Regions from separate parts of the Sus scrofa genome. Here region 1 is linked to region 2. The links are chromatin contacts, called in public Hi-C maps. All regions are on one chromosome and are shown on one strand. The core of a region is the stretch at or near the end of the contact, and the rest is flanking DNA. Distances in the headings are between cores, read along the strand shown. Region 1 overlaps ZC3H12D (probable ribonuclease ZC3H12D). Region 2 overlaps PPIL4 (peptidyl-prolyl cis-trans isomerase-like 4).

Region 1 (6,352 bases), core at 2,504-5,003, 64 kb after region 2:
AAAGCACGGGCAGTGTTCTATTTCTCAAAGGGAGTTCTGCACACATGGCATCTAGTTAATTATAATTTTTAGTTGAAGGATAATTGACTTACAATATGGTATTAGTTTCAGGCATACCACATACTGATCTGACCTTTTTTATACGTCACAAAATGATCATCGTGCACACACTTTTAAAAAGTGATTCTTGGGAGTTCTCTTGTGATGCCTTGGGTTAAGAATCCGGTGTTGTCATTGCAGTGGCTTGGGTCGCTGCTGTGTTGAGGGTTCAGTCCCTGGCCCTGGAACTTCCACATGCCATGGGCATTGCCAAAAAAAAACAAAAAACAAAAAACAAAAAAACCCCAAAATATAAAAAGTGATTCTCTGTACCATATATGTATTATGTACTTTTTCAAAGTCTGGGAACCATGGCATATAGGAAAGGACACAGACCGGGTGGGGGGAGAAACAACTTGGGAAGGATACACTAGTTAGTACCAGTTTACCTTTGGGGTAACTTAGGTGGAGGAGGGATTTCTTTTGTGTGTCTCCAGAGGCAAAACTAAGATCAAAGAGTAGACCTGCCAGAGATGCAGATTTTAGCTCCTGTTAAGAGGCGTTGTAATGGCTGCACCAAACTAAACATGCTCCCTCCTCCCAGCCTTCGAGGGGAGGGGGGTGGGGAGGAGGGGAGAGGGCCCCCCCCCCAAGGCACTGGTCCAGTCTCCTCACTTGCTGTGAGGCAGGGGCAGGAGTCATTTTCCTCATTTTATAAATGCAAAACCTGACGTGCAGAGACGGGTGAAGAACTTGAGAACTGGAGCCAAGGCCAGAATCCAGGCTGCAGGTTCCTAACTCCAGCCTCTCCCTGTGACATTCTTGTGTCCCTCAGAGCTGTCAGTTGTGGGCTGCTGCATCCTGATGGTGTCCCAGCAGACTCCTGTGTCATGTGGGACAATCCCAGATGGATGTGGGGTTCCTAGTAATTCCTAAGGTAGTGCCAGGGGTCTAGTCAAAATAGGGACCTTTTGCGAGTTCTGTTGTGGCTCAGCAGTAACGAACCTGATTAGCATCCATGAGAACATGGGTTCAGTCCCTTGGCCTCGCTCAGTAGGTTAAGGAGCTTCTGTGTTGCTGTGAGCTGTGGTGTAGGTGGCAGATGCTGCTCAGATCCCGTGTTGCTGTAGCTGTGGCGTAGGCAGGCGGTGGCAGCTTCAATTCTACCTCTAGCCTGGGAACTTCCCATGTGCCTCAGGTGCAGCCCTAAAAAGACGAAAAAAAAGGGGGTGTCTTCCTCCAGTGGAAGGCCTCTGTGTCTGCTGTGTTAGGGGCATCGTGGAAGGTAACCAACCTCAGGACAGAAGTTGTGGCTGCACTCTTCCTTCCAAAGTGTGTCTCCCTGGCTGGGTACCATCCTCTGGACTCCTGTCATGACACAGGCAGAGCCCACTTGACCTTAGGCTGCTGGCAAATTCCTCTGGAGACCTCCCTGCTCTTCATCTGACCGCCTGGGCCTGGGGGGTTGGGGTTGGGGTGAGGCGGTCGGGGATGTGGGGGGGGATGTGTGAGGTGGGGCCGGGGATGTGGTGGGGATCAGAGAGGAGCCTTGAGCTGCTGCCCGGCCCCGGATCTTAGGACGGTTCTGGGGGTGGGGAGTCCACTGGAGAAGGCGCTCTCCATGCGGTCCTGCCCTGTGGTCCCCAGAGCAGCACGTGCTGGAGGAGCTGGAGAGGCAGGCGGTGCTGGTGTACACGCCGTCCCGCAAGGTGAGCGGCAAGCGGGTGGTCTGCTACGACGACCGCTACATCGTGAAGGTGGCCTACGACCAGGACGGGGTCATCGTCTCCAATGACAACTACCGCGACCTGCAAAGCGAGAACCCCGAGTGGAAGTGGTTCATCGAGCAGAGGCTGCTCATGTTCTCCTTCGTCAACGACCGGTAGGTGGCGCCCACGCCGGGTCCTGGAAGCTAGCACTGAGGGGAGGGGGCCGGGGGTCAGGGAAAGGGGGTGGCACAGAAGCCAGGCCACCTAGTCCGGTCCCAGCGGGGCTTAGTCACAGGTTGTAAAGATCTTGCAGCCGACCCTGTCTTAATACTGCTTGGTTGACATTTTCAAGAGAATCTGATGGGTTTCCTCGGGTCAGATCCACCCTGGAGCCACCAGCTGCAGTGGGGGGAGGGCAATGTCAGGGTCACAAGGCACAGACCCCTTAGCAAGGGCTGGGGGAGGGCCCCTAGGCAGTGCTGAGGTGAGGAGGGCGAGATCACTGGTCTAGTGCACACATCCTCAGGCACGCTGAGGGCAATGGCCAGGAGCCTGGCAAGGTGAGTGTGGGTCACAGCATGGCACAAGGTGGGAGGGCACGGTGAGCTGGACATCACTCCCATTCCAATTTCTGTTCCAGTTCTGGGCTTTCTCACTGGGTTTTAGGAATGCGGTTTGGGACAAGGTCCCCAACTCTGTGAGGGCAGGGACCATGTGTCTTTTATCTGCCACAGCCACAGCCAGCCTGGGCATCATGGGCAGCCAGTGACAAGATGTAGATGAGTGAGTGTCAAAGGCGGCAGCTCTGGGGAAGGGAAGATGGGCAGAGAGAGGCCACATGGCCTCTGTATCAGGCCCCCTGCACCTCCTGACCCTGGAGCCCTGGGGGGGGCAAGTGTGTGTGGTGGAAAGAGCTGGGGCTTTGAAAGCGCGGGAGATGTTTCAAACTGAGGTTCTGCCATTTACTGGCTGACTGTGGGGGAAAAACGCCCCCCCTCTCTGGGCTGGACTTTTGTCACCTTGAATCAACCATCCTTGGTGTTACCGGCACAGTTTCCTCCATCCCTGTCTCACCGTAACCAAGCATTGGAACGGTGGATGTTTTACAAATTTATTAAAGTGAAAGTACATTTTCAGAGAGGGAGAGAGGACTCACGTGCGCACAGGTTAAGAAAAGAGGGCCTGGGAATTCCTGTCCTGGTGCAGTGGAAACCAGTCTGACTAGGAACCATGAGGTTGTGGGTTTGATCCCTGGCCTTGCTCAGTGGGGTAAGGATCCAGCGTTGCCATGAACTGTGGTGTAGGTTGCAGACGTGGTTCGGATCTGGCGTTGCTGTGGCTGCGGCAGCTGCAGCCCTAATTGGACCCCTAGCCTGGGAACTTCCATGTGCCTCTGGTGAAGCCCTGAAAAAAGCAAAAGCAAAAAAAACCCCACAAAAAACAAGAAAACAAAACAGGGCCTGACTTACTCTGCACAGTCTTTATACCCCACAGTGGGACCTGAGTGGAGACCCAATTTGATCTTCTGATTGGTCTTGGGCAGGACACCTTATTTGCATGGGGAACAGGTTAGATGGTGGCCAGGTGAGGAACAGGTGCCATTTCTTCTCTAGCAGGGAGTGAGCAGCCCAGGCGGGTCACATTGGGCAGAATGGCCATTACAGAGACATGGCCAGAGGCTCTGGGGCTCTGGGGAGGGGACTTGAAGCCTGTAACACTTGGCTCAGTCACCCTTAACCTCTGAGATGATCCCGAGGACCAGAGAGCAGTTTAGCCCATAGTGGTAGCAGTTACCCTCAGGCCAGGCCAGGACCTGTCCCTCCAGGAGGTCCTGCTGCCCCCACTGCCTACGGCCACAGAGGCAGAGGTCCCCTCCTAAGCCCCAGGGCAGATGGTTACAGCGACTACCCTGCAGCAGCCCCCAAGTCCCTTCCACACTCACAGGGCTGGCACTCCCTCTCTCTGGCTCAGGCCTGGAGGAATCTGGCAAATCTGGACAGCATGGGATCCAGAAAATCCTTACTGAGGTCTGTGGGATCATGGCTGCCTCTGGCCTGGCGACAGCTTGGGGCCCAGGCCAAGTGCTTTTGACAACTTGGCCTCTGCTCAGGGCCTGCTCGAAGGTCCCCGGCTGCCAGAGGGCAGAGCCTGCCGCCTGCCTGAGGGCGAGGACACCCGCCGCAAGCCCTGGGCACGTCCATAGGGCCCTCTTGGCCCAGCTCCCAGCTGTGAGGCCCGAGAAAGAGCAGGAGGTGAAGCCTTTGGGAACTTTTAATAACTGCGCTGGGTGGCTCCCCAGATTCTTGGTCTGGGCCCAACTCTGAGAAGCCGGCTGTGTAGCTGGGATCTGAGCCACGGAAAGCTACCCTGGACCCGGGATGGCCCAGCTTGGGGCTGGCCTGGTGGATGCGGTCTGCAAGGGCGACCCCAGCATGACCCTCGACTCTTAGGGGGAAACCAGCCCATAAAAACAGGCCCCCAAATAGAATCCACAACCCCTCTAGTGGGACCTTTGCGTGACAGGGAAGTGCCTCCTGGGAACAAAAGTATTCATATAAAAAAGTGGATTGTGCTAAACGCGAGGGTTTTCCTTCTGAGGAATGTTGTTTTCCCCTTTGAGCCCCGGGACATTCCCTTCCTCCTTAGACTTAATGCAGAAGGAAAGGGGCTGGCCCAGGCTGGGTGCGACAGGGACTGACGTGGCAGGGGTCCGGCAGCCCGGGGATGCTGAGACCAAACCCAGGGCCCTGCCCCCATCCCATCCCCCTCCCCGGTTTGGCAGAGGGGGCAGATCTTGCACTGAGGCTGCCTGTGTGGTCGCACCTGTGTGCAGCCTGCACCTGGGACCCACTTCCTCCCTGACCCGTCAACCAGTATTTCAAACTCTGTTAATTTTTATTCCCCACCTGATAGGCCCAGAGCTGTGGGGCAATGCAGGAGAAATGGCGTTCAGGGGACGAGAGAGGCTGTTGGTGGCCCCCAGGGGTCTCTAGCTTTCTGTTGAGGACATTGGAAGGCAGCTTAGAGGGGCTTTCAGACTAGGACCCAGGGGAGCCCTAATGCAATGATGCTTCTGCTTTAGTGGATAAAAATCACCTTGGAAGTTATTAAAATGCAGATTCCTGACCAACTTGAGGTTCTGCATTTTGCAAGGCATTCCTAAGTGATTCTGGCGCTTGAACCTCAGCGGGAGGAACACTTGGAGGAGGCCCAGGGGCTGCTGTCCTGGGGTCTGTCCATGCTGTGCTCTGTACTGGTTCTGTGTGGAGGAAGGGTTGTGTTGTTGTAACACGCTGTGACAACCCCCGGGTGGGAGAAAGAGCTCTGGACGGAGAGATCAGACCAAGGCCATGCCTCCCCAGCCCTGCCTACTCCCAGCTCCGTGCCAGTGGTGCGTTCCTGAGGGTCTTGCATTCACCCCCCTGTGCTTGTTCTCCAGGTTCATGCCTCCTGATGACCCTCTGGGCCGTCGGGGCCCCACCCTGAACAACTTCCTGAGCAGGAAGCCAAAGCCCCCAGAGCCGTCCTGGCAGCACTGCCCCTACGGTGGGTAGTGTCCCATGCCTTGTGGGCCCTGTTCAGGTCAGAAGCCCTGGCTGGGGGTGGGGGTGGTCAGCAGCCTGAGTTCTAGTCTAGGTGCTGCCTTTCATCAGCTGTGTGACTCTGGGGAGGTAACAACCTCTCTGGACAGCAGTTTCCCGACAGGGTGATTGTAACGAGGAACTGCCGGTCTGGACCCCTGTTGCATGAGAAGGTTTGTGTGGGCTGGATGCAGGAGTCACACAGGGCAAAGCCATGTTGGGGGAGCTGGGGTGCCATGTGCACACCCAAGCTCTGCTTTCTCAGTCCCTTCCCCTGGCACCTTGTGCCCATATCCTGTCCCACAGTCCCTCCACCTGCCTTCCCAACCCTTATGGACTTTGAGTGGTGCTGTCCATTAAGAGTTAAAGATCATTCTATCCCAGAACCCTCCAGGGACACCAGCCTCCTAGCCAGCTCTTTCACTAGCTTGCTTTGGCAAGTTATTCAATGTCCCCAGGCCCTGTTTTTCATGCTCATAGAAATTTAAGAAGCCCTAGGCAATATTCAAAGTCATTTCTTCACACACACTTTCGGGCAGCCCATCCAGAGCCCTTCCACTCTCAGAAGGGCCCTGGTTTGGATGATAAATGATTTGATCACCTCCTTCTCTGTATGACCAGGGCGATAGTTAGCAAGAGGGATGTGGACCATCAGGGAAACTGAGTCAGCACTGGGGGTGCAATCCTACGCCTTGAGCATCCACTCAAGGGGAAGTGGGCGCTGAAGGTCACTGCATGGAGATTCCTGGCCACGGGACCTCCCAGAGGACACCCACCCTGGCCTGGTTAGGTAACACAGGGGCACTGTGTCCAGTGCCCTGTACCAGGAGAAGTAGGGTGCCGCACCCTCGTCCCTCCTGTCTTTGTCGCAGGGCCCTTCCCCCCCACCTGTTCGGCCCCAAACCTGGTAAGTTTGCAGTAGGCTTGGGGCCTTCCGGGAGGAATCGCCAAAGAGAAAGGCCGCGGGGAGGGCACTGCCCAGACCACATAGGTCCCCTCTCCCCGCCCTCCCCGCACAACGCC
Region 2 (5,797 bases), core at 201-2,700:
GATTCTTACGTTTTGCTCAGTTTTGATGTGTTGCCAGTGTTAGCTCACACATTTGTCCTTAACTAGCTGCTACAGTGCAAAATATGACCTTGTACTAGATGAGCAGGCAGAAGACTCAAAGTCAAGTCACTCCCACACAAGTAAAAAACACAAGAAGAAAACCCGCCACTGCTCTGAAGAAAAAGAAGATGAGGACTACATGCCAATCAGAAATACTAATCAGGTACGTACTGATGTTCAGACTTGGCTGTAGAAAAATAAGTCTTTTGTCCATTTTTAAATTTCGTCTTGATGTACTTTAGGAGATAAGGGTGTAGTCCTGAACAGAGACGGATGTGTTCCTAACTCTGAGATGTGGAGTAGTTTCACTAGGGTAAAGAACTTTCAACTTTAAAAATATATGTAACAGGTTACAAAAGATTGTTTCTGAAGTAACTTAATATATAATTCCATGCTGTGAAGCCAGAGTGATTTTCATACCTGTGGACACTGATTTCCATCAAAAACAAGCATGGTTATGCTAAAAAAGTTCTGATTTATCATATTAATTTATCACCAAATATTATGTATAGCACTTAAAGCTCTTGAGGTTTTAGGACCTGAAAAACATTAATGCCCCTTCATATATACATTTTATATATGAAATAAAAGCAGCACCAATAATTAACCTGATCATCTCTAAAGCTGTCCTGAACAATATATTTTATAAGACAATGATAATAAAAAGTCCCCTAAAGAAAATTTATTATGGAGAGAAGAAATCATTTCCAGCCTGCAGTTTGGCTCTCTGATAAATGCAAAGGAGATTACAGTACAACCCCTTGTTTTGATTTATACGATGCGAAGGCATTTGAACCAGGCTCTGCTAGATGGGGAGGCTTTCAGTTGGCAGAGCGGACCCAGAATGGTGAGAATGTCACGCAAAGACACAGGTGGAGGGATGTGGTGTGGCTGGCAAAGGAAAGGATTTGTTGTCAGAAAAGCTAGGTTTAGATTTCTACGTTGCTAGTCATTGGTGTGCCCTCATCAAGTTAATTAACTTTCTTGAGCCATAGTTTCCCCCTCTGTGAAATATTTGTCTCCCAGGCATGTTGTTAAGATTAAGTGGGAAAAAAAAAGTGTGTGGCAAACATTTTCTACTCTGGCTGTTATTACTACTTTTACTGTTACAGTCAAGTTACTATGTTCTGAATCACTTGGAATAATTTCTCTCTGTGGTCAGGCCACTAATTGCCCCCATATTTCAATTAACTTGATTCTTTTTGATGTTTAAGGATTGCTTAAAGTTTTTTTTCTTTTGCTTTGTCGTTTTAAAAATTGTATAGCTGCAAAGTAGAGTCTACAGAATGGTACCTGGAGTGAACCCACCTTCCCTCCCTGTCCGCGCCCCCTCTGCCTCTTTCCCCACTGTGTGTATTTTGTGGTTTATTCTTCATTTCAAAAAAATTTCATCAAATGCATTTTTGTATATATTCTTAGCTCCCTATTTTTAGACTACATATCTTCCTACTCATTGCATCATCCAGCAGAGATGTAATCTCTCTTCTTTCCATAGCCTTCTGCTGTTGACAGGTTCCCGTGTTCATGCCCTGCCCTCTGTGTTTTAAGTTACACCCTTGTCAGTCCTTCAGGTAATCCTCAAGTGAAGCTGTAATAGTAATTCTTTCGTGTGGGAGGTGGATACTATTATCTCCATTGACAAAAGTAAAAAATCTAAAAAGGTTAAGCTACTAGCTGGTGGCTTGATAGGCTAAGTAATGGAGCCGGAGTTTAAATTTGGACTTGTACCCTTAACTATTCTACTGCTGCTCTTCCTGCCTGGAATATATCCCTGTCAGCAGTTTTCTTTCCTAAATCCAGTTGTTAATTCTTTTTTTTTTTGCTATTTCTTGGGCCGCTCCCGCGGCATATGGAGGTTCCCAGGCTAGGGGTCGAATCGGAGCTGTAGCTGCCGGCCCACGCTAGAGCACAGCAACACGGGATCCGAGCCGCGTCTGCAACCTACACCACAGCTCACGGCAACGCCGGATGGTTAACCCACTGAGCAAGGGCAGGGACCGAACCCGCAACCTCATGGTTCCCAGTCGGATTTGTTAACCACTGCGCCACCACGGGAACTCCCAGTTGTTAATTCTAACATAATTTGTCCCATAGTATAATATTCCAGTGTGATCTAATAGGAACATCTCCCTTTTAATTTTTTTTTTCTTTTTTTTTTTTTGGCCACACCGTGGCGTGCAAAAGTTCCCAGGCCAGGGATCGAACCTGAGCCACAGCAGTGACAATGCTGGATCCTTAACTGCTAGCCCACCAGGGAACTCCATCCTTCTTAATTTTTATATTCTATTAATTTAGCCACAGATCACCCCAGTCATTTTTAATGGTAGCTAGATCACATTTCTATGAACATTTAGTATGTTTTCCACTAAAATTCCTTAATCTACCTCCCCCCATGTTGCTTTTAGCTACAGCTCCTCGTCCTGCACTTGTACATGGAATCCTCAATGAATTTAGGCCTGACATATACATTGGTATGTTTGAGATAGGCAGAGGTCTTAAAAAAAAAAATCCAAAGACTGGCTGCATTTTAAGTCTATGGTTCCCACCCTTGCACTGCTGCTTTTTTGTGAATCCTTCTTATCTTGCTGTTCAATTACCTCAGACTTTGCAGTAGCAAGTGTCCCTCTTTTTTGGCAATAACCTCCTAACTTTATCTCTCCCCCCAAAGTGTATTATACATTGATTTAATAATCTCTTATTTCTGATAAAATAGCATCCATATTTAAGATTTCACTGGGCCCCAATTTTTTTCTGTTCTTCTGCTTTTTATCCTTCTGGTTTTAATCTCAGAAATATAATCATTAAAGGGAATTTTCAGTGCTGGGTAATTTTCAAGTATAGCTCAGATTTTCCTGTTTGCTGGTGTTTTGCTTGGTAAGCGTAGTTTCCTAAGAATGTTTTAACTTATTTCTTCAAGTGCTTTGTTTTTTTTATTGTATGTCAGCCTTACTGTTCAATTCGAAATCTCTTATTAATTTTTCCACCTCACGTCTTAATTCCAGAGGTGGTTACTGTGTTGAGGGTTTGAGTTTTACTGGGGTTACAGGAAATGTGTACTCAGCCGTGGGTTGCCTGGCTGCCAAGTGTTCAGACTGCTTGTCTGTCCTCTATGATTTTCATAGGTATTCAGTATTCTTAACATTTGGGACTCTGCTTTTGCTTTATTGCAGTCATTTACTAATATTTTAGTGATTTTAATGTAACTAAATCTGTGTCTCCCAGAGACCTCAGCAAGGATAGCTTTTGGTGATTTTTTAATTTTTTGACTGCTATACACGAAATCATTGGCTCAATTAAGTTGATTGCTTTAAATCAGCCATTTTATGGTTTTTTTTCCTATTTCTTTTTTTAGCTGCATGCTTGTTTAATCATCTTGTCTTATGTATTAAATGTATATAAAATGATAGAATTTTTGAAAGTCCATACTGGAAAGGACTTAGAGCTCATCTAATTCATTTCCTCACCTTAGATATAAAAAAAATCCTGACCCTGTAGGCCCTTGGGCCTTGTAGTTTAGTGGAAGAGTTAGAATTTGAACGTTTATTTAGATTCAGTCAAGTGTGGTGTTACTTTTTTGATTATCCCATACCATCTCCTTTTTAATTTTTTATGTAAAGTTACCAGTTCAATTAAGTAAATTAAAGTTACCAGTCAATTAAATAATTACCTCCAACCTGCGTGGATCTCCTGAGTCTGTTTCCTTATGCCTAGAGTAAGGATGATATTGTACTCCCTAAGCACTTCACACTGAGCAAGCACACACTTAGCAGATCTGCTCTGATCCGACTTCTTCCAGCTGCCTCAACTTCTTTCTTGCATGCAGACAGTGTTTATTTTCCCTAGCTTTTCAGTTGTCCTTTTACTCCCCGAATCTTCTTGCAACCAATCCAAGCCCTAACCCACACATCTCAAGTCTGTTATAACTTCTCTGTGAAACCTTCCCTGATAAATGTAACCTCAAGAGTATTTTTTGCTTGACCCATCTCTTAAGTGGCAGAGACCATTTGAACCTAAAGCTGCCCAATCTCAGAGCTTGTGTAGCTTTGAAAACTGTGCCAAGTAGAAGAGGTTTTTAGATTTCAGTCCATTGCAGATTTTCAGCTTCCTCAATTTTTTTGAAGAATTAAGTACTACATAATTCACCCCCCTCCCCATTGTAAACACTCCAAGCATTTAAGTGCCTATTGATATGGTAAGGTGCTGAAGAGTTTATAGGATTATACATTGGCTAAAACAGTCTCTCCATTTAAAAAGTACAAAGATAAGTACTAGGTATACAGTCAGAATAGTACATAGATATTTACATTTTATATGTTACAGGAAAGCACAAAAAATTCTTTTAATTAGGGATGTCACATTTTGCTCCAAAAGAGTTGGTAAAAAGTTACTTGGAAATAACTACTCATTTTTCTACCTCTGGGACTCTTGTAGAATGACAAGAACTATTGGTATTGTGTGGGAAATCATGAATCAGTTAATCATGAGATATTCCACCAACACTGTGATTATAGCAACCATGTTAAATGTGTTCTCACATCCTGCAGTGTCTATGGATGTGAGATAGTGTATGGTATCTAGACAGCACACACAATAATTTGAATCATTTGCTTGAGACCCAGTCCTTAACCATGGATATCCATCACTTGTATTTTAAACCTTGACATTCATATCCGCTATAGTAATATTTAAGGGGATAGAGTTGGGACCCTTAGGAGTTTAATCCTTAGAATTCTGCCTTTCCTTTGAGAAATCTTTTAAGAAAGTTGAACTTTATGAACTGTTCTTGAAGGAGCATTGGCTCTGTTCTCTTTCGATTTTAGCCACTTGTTGAGATACTCATTTTAATTAGGGTATTTAAGACACAAGCAGTGATAGAATTGTTGTGTTGTAACTAGTCCTATTCTATATGGAAAAGTTACTACTGCTACTTAATTATTAAGAATAGAACTAAATGGGAGGTCCCGTTGTGGCACAGTGGTTAACGAATCCGACTAGGAACCATGAGGTTGCGGGTTCGATTCCTGCCCTTGCTCAGTGGGTTAAGGACCCGGCGTTGGCGTGAGCTGTGGTGTAGGTCACAGACATGGCTCGGATCCCACGTTGCTGTGGCTCTGGCGTAGGCCGGTGGCTACAGCTCCGATTAGACCCCTAGCCTGGGAACCTCCATATGCCGTGGGAACGGCTCAAAAAGAAAAAAAGAATAGAACGAAATGTACCCACTTTATTGCCTTTGAGGCAATGGATTATTTCATTATTTCTTAACTCATGTAAATAATGCTTCTAATAAAAACTATCAGCTTAGTCTAAACAAAAATTTATTTGAAGACTTAAAGAGGAGTTGTTATAAAATAAGCACTTAAAAAAATAATTGCTCAGACCAAAGTATTCAGAATTTTTAGATTGATTGACCTCTTCTGGCTCTGTTATTTAAATGATGTCTTCTTTTATAGGATTCTTATGGGGATGTTAGTAGTTTCCTTGCAGATCAGTGACAGAACCACATCTTGGGGAGTGGAGAAGTGGGGAGTGGAAAAGTGACCACACATAACTAGAATTCTTTTTTTTTTTATCCTTTTATGAGTGGTATTTTATTTATTTTTTGAATGATTTTTATTTTTTCCATTATAGTTGCTTTACAGTGTTCTGTCAGTTCCTACTATACAGCAAAGTGACCCAGTCTCACACACACACACACACACACACACACACACACACGTATATATATACATCCTTTTTC

What was found. A called contact is a pair of places that touch in the nucleus more often than the background predicts.
Region 1: a contact with region 2 is called in a Hi-C map of embryonic fibroblasts, with 5 times the contacts expected there. The contact joins two enhancer-like sites. A contact is called at or near these places in 9 of 47 Hi-C or Micro-C datasets (alveolar macrophages, blood, embryonic fibroblasts and 5 more) and 1 of 2 datasets of contacts at active chromatin or transcription factors (alveolar macrophages).

Annotation. Positions count from the first base shown.
Region 1 is chr1:16,490,843-16,497,194 of Sscrofa11.1, forward strand. ZC3H12D (probable ribonuclease ZC3H12D) reads left to right here. Exons shown (of 6, transcript XM_003121158.4): 4 at 1,687-1,921; 5 at 5,188-5,294. Among named protein-coding and RNA genes, the nearest start is that of ZC3H12D, 30 kb to the left of the region's middle. Within about 2 kb of position 3,754, at least 32 of the 83 cell types and tissues checked have an H3K27ac peak or open chromatin away from gene starts, as enhancers often do. A contact at or near this core is called in embryonic fibroblasts, where this site is marked.
Region 2 is chr1:16,429,026-16,434,822 of Sscrofa11.1, forward strand. It overlaps PPIL4 (peptidyl-prolyl cis-trans isomerase-like 4), which reads left to right. Exons shown (of 13, transcript XM_021086908.1): 12 at 76-223. Among named protein-coding and RNA genes, the nearest start is that of PPIL4, 31 kb to the left of the region's middle. Within about 2 kb of position 1,451, at least 3 of the 83 cell types and tissues checked have an H3K27ac peak or open chromatin away from gene starts, as enhancers often do. A contact at or near this core is called in embryonic fibroblasts, where this site is marked.